2 separate regions of the Mus musculus genome follow, and region 1 is linked to region 2. The links are chromatin contacts, called in public HiChIP or PLAC-seq maps. All regions are on one chromosome and are shown on one strand. The core of a region is the stretch at or near the end of the contact, and the rest is flanking DNA. Distances in the headings are between cores, read along the strand shown. Region 1 holds the start of Vwa8 (von Willebrand factor A domain containing 8). Region 2 has its middle 33 kb from the start of Dgkh.

The links. HiChIP or PLAC-seq counts read pairs in DNA pulled down with a chosen protein or histone mark.
Region 1: a contact with region 2 is called in an H3K4me3 HiChIP or PLAC-seq map of bone marrow-derived macrophages, with 2.9 times the contacts expected there. The contact joins the promoter of Vwa8 here to the enhancer-like site in region 2. A contact is called at or near these places in 7 of 39 promoter capture datasets (3T3-L1-derived adipocytes, the C10 cell line, embryonic stem cells and 3 more), 2 of 484 Hi-C or Micro-C datasets (the N1E-115 cell line and nephron progenitors), 6 of 115 datasets of contacts at active chromatin or transcription factors (bone marrow-derived macrophages, embryonic stem cells, forebrain and 3 more) and 3 of 9 other capture datasets (adipose tissue, liver and pancreatic islet).

What each region holds. Positions count from the first base shown.
Region 1 is chr14:78,847,617-78,850,688 of GRCm38.p6, reverse strand. It overlaps Vwa8 (von Willebrand factor A domain containing 8), which reads right to left and starts at 1,511. Exons shown (of 45, transcript NM_027906.1): 1 at 1,246-1,511. The coding sequence starts at 1,405.
Region 2 is chr14:78,763,877-78,766,642 of GRCm38.p6, reverse strand. No RefSeq gene overlaps it. Among named protein-coding and RNA genes, the nearest start is that of Dgkh, 33 kb to the right of the region's middle. Within about 2 kb of position 1,447, at least 2 of the 459 cell types and tissues checked have an H3K27ac peak or open chromatin away from gene starts, as enhancers often do. A contact at or near this core is called in bone marrow-derived macrophages, where this site is marked.

The DNA.
Region 1 (3,072 bases), core at 262-2,761, 84 kb before region 2:
GAGGGCTCTTACATGTGCCCAGGTCTCTGGTGAATACACAAGTTCTCAGTTTCAGTGCCCCTTGTTGTAGTGAGGCATATCAGTACAAAACAAATTTTTTTTCATTTTTTTAAAAACCTCTTTTCAATTAAATGTTCTATCTGCTGACTCATGGCTCTTATAGTTAGCTAGAGAGTATAAATAAATAAATAAATAAACAAACAAACAAACAAACAAACAAACGGAGTCTACCCAAAACTGCTCAACCTCAAAGCCTGTCAGATTGTACCACATTCTACCCTTGACATCTGCCTTCTCTGATAAGAGTGTATTATCATCTGGACTGGTGAAATGATGGATTTATTAGATGAGATGATACTATCTGGAGATGACACACACAAGGAGGTGAACCTAGTGAGACAAAGTAGATTCTTTGAAAAGTAGGTCTTATCCCCGATTCCTCTCTCTCTGCCTCCCTGAGAGAGCAGCTTCCCTCTGCTAAGTCCTCTTGTCATCACGAATTTCTGCCTCACCACAGGCCACAGTGATTAAAGTATTAAGCATACACTGAAACATCTGTAACTTCCAGCCAAGAAATCTTCCCTTGTTTTAGGCTGCTCTGTGTGTGTGTGTGTGTGTGTGTGTGTGTGTGTGTGTGTGTGTGTGTGTGTTTTAATGTTGTCACGCAGATGAAAACTGAGTAACAGAGTGGAAAGCAAGTACATGCTCTAGAAGCTATAATCGAGGACAGGCAAGTTTTGAATCGCAATTTCACCTTGTGATCCTCAGCGAGGCACTTTTTTTTTTTGTTTCCCTCTTTTTTGGGACTCATTCATTCCGACTATAGTATAGGGTTTTAACTAAAGCGATGACTTTCAGTTCTAAGAGTGCTTGAAACCGAGTCTTCTGTTAAAATTGGGAAGGAACATGGGCACAGGTTCTCCAGCAAGATTGTACACGTGTCTATGCCATCACGAGCCCTACTTGGCTCATGACACAAAACCAAGCCCTCGGGAGTCAAAGGTCAAGGTCAAGCACGAGTCTTAACAGCCCCCAAAGGCTGCAGCATAAACCTCTCAGTGTCCTAGAGTCTACGTGAGGATTCTTGTACAAAAATCTCCAGTGGGAGAAAACTGTGTTCCTAGGCATCAGAGACCTTAGTCCGGACCCCTAAGGTTTCAGAGTGGAGCCCAGGGGGCGCCAGCGCCTTGCCCCACATCACAAAGCAGCGAGGGCAGCGGCAGCGAAGGCGGAGGGCCCAGTTACCTGAGTCGGTCGCCCCAGAGTGCAGCAGCCTGACCTCCAGCCGCTGCTGGTCCCCGCCCGGCCTGCCCCGCAACACCTGCCGCAAGAGCAGCCGCACTCGCCGGGAGGCCACGTCCCCAAGGCCGCCCGGGGCTCCTAGGAGGAGGAGGCGTGACTGCATGGTGCAGGAGGCATGCGTGGGACCTCCAGGGGCTTCGGACAAGCACAGTCCCTGGACCGGGCAGGAGGCGATCGGCGAGCGGGACAGGAAGCGGCAGGGAGGCGGGTCCGCCGGAAACTCCTTCCCCCGGCTCGCCGGGCTCTGCGGGATGGGCCCGGCCCGGGGCGGAGGGCAGGCCGAGCGCCAGCCGGTAGGATCGGCTACCGGAGCCCGGCGCGCCGCCCCAGGCGTGGTCGCCCCAGGGACGCCCGGAGCTGGGGAGATGCCAAAGACCTTTAGCACAGTTGAGCGTATGCCCTGTTTCTTTCTTGGCTGCTAGCCTACTGTGTTATGATGCACTGTGGGCTTTCCCCTCGATACTGCTTCGGATCTTTTTTCAGAATGGAGAAAATATTCAAGAGATTCTGGAACTTCACCTATTTTAATTCGTTGTCATCTTCCCAGGGTTTCCACACCACAGGCATTGAAAGCTTCAGTTTAGCCTTCCTTTGCCGCTCCTGTTTTATCATCTTCTAAACTGCAAGAGGAAATGTTACACTATAATGGTGAATGAAAAAACGTTCAACTACCAGAAGGATCCAGTCAGGCTACAAGGCAAGGGTTATATAAACATAATTTATGTCTTTAGTGAGGAAAAAGTAGGACACTTGACTAAGGCTCCCTCCCTACCATGCATTCCAAAAGCAGCAGCAGTCTTCCATAAAGCAAACAAAGTCTAATGTAATTAGGCTGCCTCCCCAAAATGTCAAGAGTGAATTAACCAAAGCAAAAAGTTTTAATGAAGTTCTGCACAATGAAATCAAACAAACAAGATGCAGGCCTGGCTCTCAGAGAATGGCCTTGCCAATTCTAGACCTACCTGTATCTTACATCCATATTAAGCACCCACCTCCCAGGCACTTAAACTTCCCGAGGAACTAAACTTAGAAGTAAATGGAGGTGGCAGAGAAATAATTTAAACTAGTTTGGAGAAATCGAAAATAAAGGAGTGAACATTAAAGATGTCAAAACAGCATAATTATTACATGGATAGATTCTCACTATTTCACAACCACACCTGTTAGGCCTCAAATCTGAGACAACCAGCTATAGGAGGTGCCAGTTAACAGATAAAAGCTAACAGAGGTCCCTGTTAACACATCAAAGCTGGTACTAGCCACTAGATCCTCCTCCTATCTCTCCATTCCCACCTGTTACAGGATCCTCCTGGTAGAGGCACTCAGTCCCCTACTCTGAACTCTCCAACCCAGAGGCAGTACTATCTTTCCCCCAAGCTGCTCTTCCATCTACAATCCAGCCTCTTTGACTACTCTGGTCCTCTTTTGGTCTCCTGGTCTGGCTTCCTGGATCCTGGCTCTCTCCTCTCCCAGCTTCCCCTCTACACACACACACACACACACACACACACACCACCCTCACTCAGGTGTTCATTTTCACTCTGAACCCTGCCAGATAGATGCCTCTGCCTCTGTGTTTTCTCCCTCACATCTATAATGCACCTTCTCCACCCTCTTACCCAGGAGGAGTCATATCCTCTTTTTATTTTCTTTTTGTTGTTGTTGTTGTTGTTCTTTTTTTCCTTTTCTTTTCTTTTTTAATCCCTATGTGAATTGGGTTAATGGCAAACATGCAAGCAGCATAGAAATTTACAAATTGCTTTTCCTCCT
Region 2 (2,766 bases), core at 198-2,697:
GTTGAGCATAGAGCATCCATCTCTATCTGCTCTTTCACCTGGGATCCAATGTGACCAGCTGTCTCAAGCTCCCGCCAAGGTGACTTGCCCATCATGATGAACTGCCCCATCTAACCATTAGCCAAAACAAACCTTTCTTTCTAGAGCTACTTTTGTTAGGTATTTTGTCACAGTAGTGAGACAGGGAACAACCACAGATAGCAGCATTTTTAATGTGTGGAGTTCAGCCTTCATTAGCTACACAGTTTTCTCTGGAGCTTCCTGTGAACACCTTAGTTTTGTTTAATAGAAACTGTAGATATTTGATATCGAAATACCCACCTGGGTAGCACAAATGATGCATGGCCTTCCTACAGATATTAGTAGGATTCTGTGCATACAAATGAAGCAACAGTTTTGTATTTGGGTAGTAGCCATAGTGAAACATGTGCTTTTGTTCTAAAATGTCCAAAATGATGAGAATTACAAGCTTTTCAAAGATCACATGGCAACTCAGCTATTCGCGCCATTCATTACCTTTCCCTTTTTGGATTTAGAAGCAGACAGCAGCCACTAGACTGTTGGCCTCCTTATGGTTACTCTTAGCAGAAAATGAGTCTGAATATTTTCACTGCAAGTTGTACTATCAAAAGTCTAGAGACATCTGCATTTCTCATGTCCACTGTCTTAGAGTTTCAGTTGCCGTGTCAAAAAGCACCTTGGGAAGGAAAGGTTTCTTTTGCTTATACTTTTAGATCATAGAGCATCACTGGAGAAAGTCAGGACAGGAACTTAAGCAGGGCTGGAACCCGGAGGCAGAAGCAGAGACAAAGGCCTTAGAGGGGTGTTGTTTACTGGTCTACTTCCCACAGCTAGCTCAGCCTCCTTCCTTACAGAACCCAGGAAGACCATCCTAGTGATGGCCCCACCCACAATGAGCTGGACCCTCTCCCATCAATCACTACCTGAGAAAATGCCTTATAGCTGAATTTCAAGGAGGCATTTCCTCAACTGAAGCACCTTTTTCTCTGATGTCACTAGCTAGGGTCAAGTTGACTCCCAAACCCGCCAGTTCATCCACAGGAAACATGGAAGAAATCTGACACTGCCCCCTCCCTCCCCAGGGTTTCTCTGTGTAGCTCTGGCCGTCCTGGAACTCACTTTGTAGACAAGGCTGGCCTCCAACTCAGAGATCTACCTGCCTCTGCCTCCAGAGTCCTGGGATTAAATGCGTGTAAAACCAAAATGATGGCACAATTCAGATTTGACTCCTTTTTTAACGTCTCTCTTATAGAGCAAATAAATAAGCTAAAGCAGAAAGGAAACAGTGCTTCCTGGTTCTTGGAAATTCCCCCCAAGAATTTTGATTTGCATATTATTTGAAGAAGCACTCCATATTCCTGACCAAAACTTAGAAGCAGGAGTCAGGCTTGTCTCAAGGGTGCCGGAGCAATTGCTCACCCAATAGATTTAAATGCTGTATGACTTCATTTCCCTTTTTGGGTTCCTCTTCATTTAAAACAAGAACAGAAATATGGTGTGAACTATCTGGGAAAAAATTGCTTAAAATGTTTTAATGTAGTCTAAAATCCAACAGAAATAAGAAATACTTACTATTGCTGTGAAACTCTGTTTTCCCCCCTCATTATTAATGCTGATTTAATTTATTTGATATTTATTCCTTAGGGAAGCCATTGGGACCCTTCTCTAAACCCAACCCCTTGGCCGAGTTTGCTCTTCCACCCAGCCCTTGACACAAAAATCATGGTCTTCATTCCTTTAACTTTGAGTCTCAACAGCTAGGCAAGACTTGTTGTTGACTCTGCCTTGTCCCATCCTGCCCCCGACACCCCCCCCCCTGTGTGTGTGTCTATGTTTGGTGGAAAGAGAAGGGCTCAAGAGTATAATTGACCAGATAAAGAAAGAAGGGTGACAAGGAAGCTAGAGAAGAAGAGCTTCAGGAAGAAGCAATTGTCCCCAAAGCCTGGAATAGTGCAAAGAAACTGGTTGAGTAAACTCTGGAATAGAACAGCCTTGAGCAATTCACTGGTGGCTTGATTAATGGAGGCTCCCATTGTGTCGGATACTTCAGACTTATAGAGCAGTCTGTGAATGTTGTATCCCCCATGTCGTTCTTGCTGTTGAAGCACCCAGGCTGCACTCTGTGGACCCTCACTAACACACTTGGCATTTACATTTATAAGGCAACTTGTCATGATGTCATGAGCTTTGACAAGATCTCAACTTTAGAAGGGCAAGAGAGTAGCCATCAGTGATCTCAGCTTGGCAAGATGTGCAACTGCTAAAAAAGCTAAAAAGCTGAACAAGAAGGGTGTCAGCACATGGCTTGGGTTGCATCTTCCTAGGGTACCCCTGGGAACCTCAGAAACACTAAGCCAAGCAGTTCTTTCTTGGGAGGAGAAGGAGTTTCTGGTGATGGATGGAGCCCTCAGAATAACTATGGAAGGTTTCAGGACAAACACAGTGGTGCTGACCAGGGCTCAACTGTGTAGGAGGGAAAGACTATTCTGAGATCCAAGGAGGAGGAGTCTCACGTTTCGTTTTCTGTTTCTTTATTATATCAGTTTCATTCGTGCCATTTTCACTTGCGTTTATAAACTAGTATGTAAATTATTCATGATGGTCTCTAGTCATTTTTTTATATTTTAATGTTCACAATTGTATTACAAACACCCTTAAAAAGGAGAGACTAGTAGTATGAATGCCTATGAAGTTGGCTGTGTTACCACACGCAAGACATTAAAGAAACTACTAAGTATTTATGAA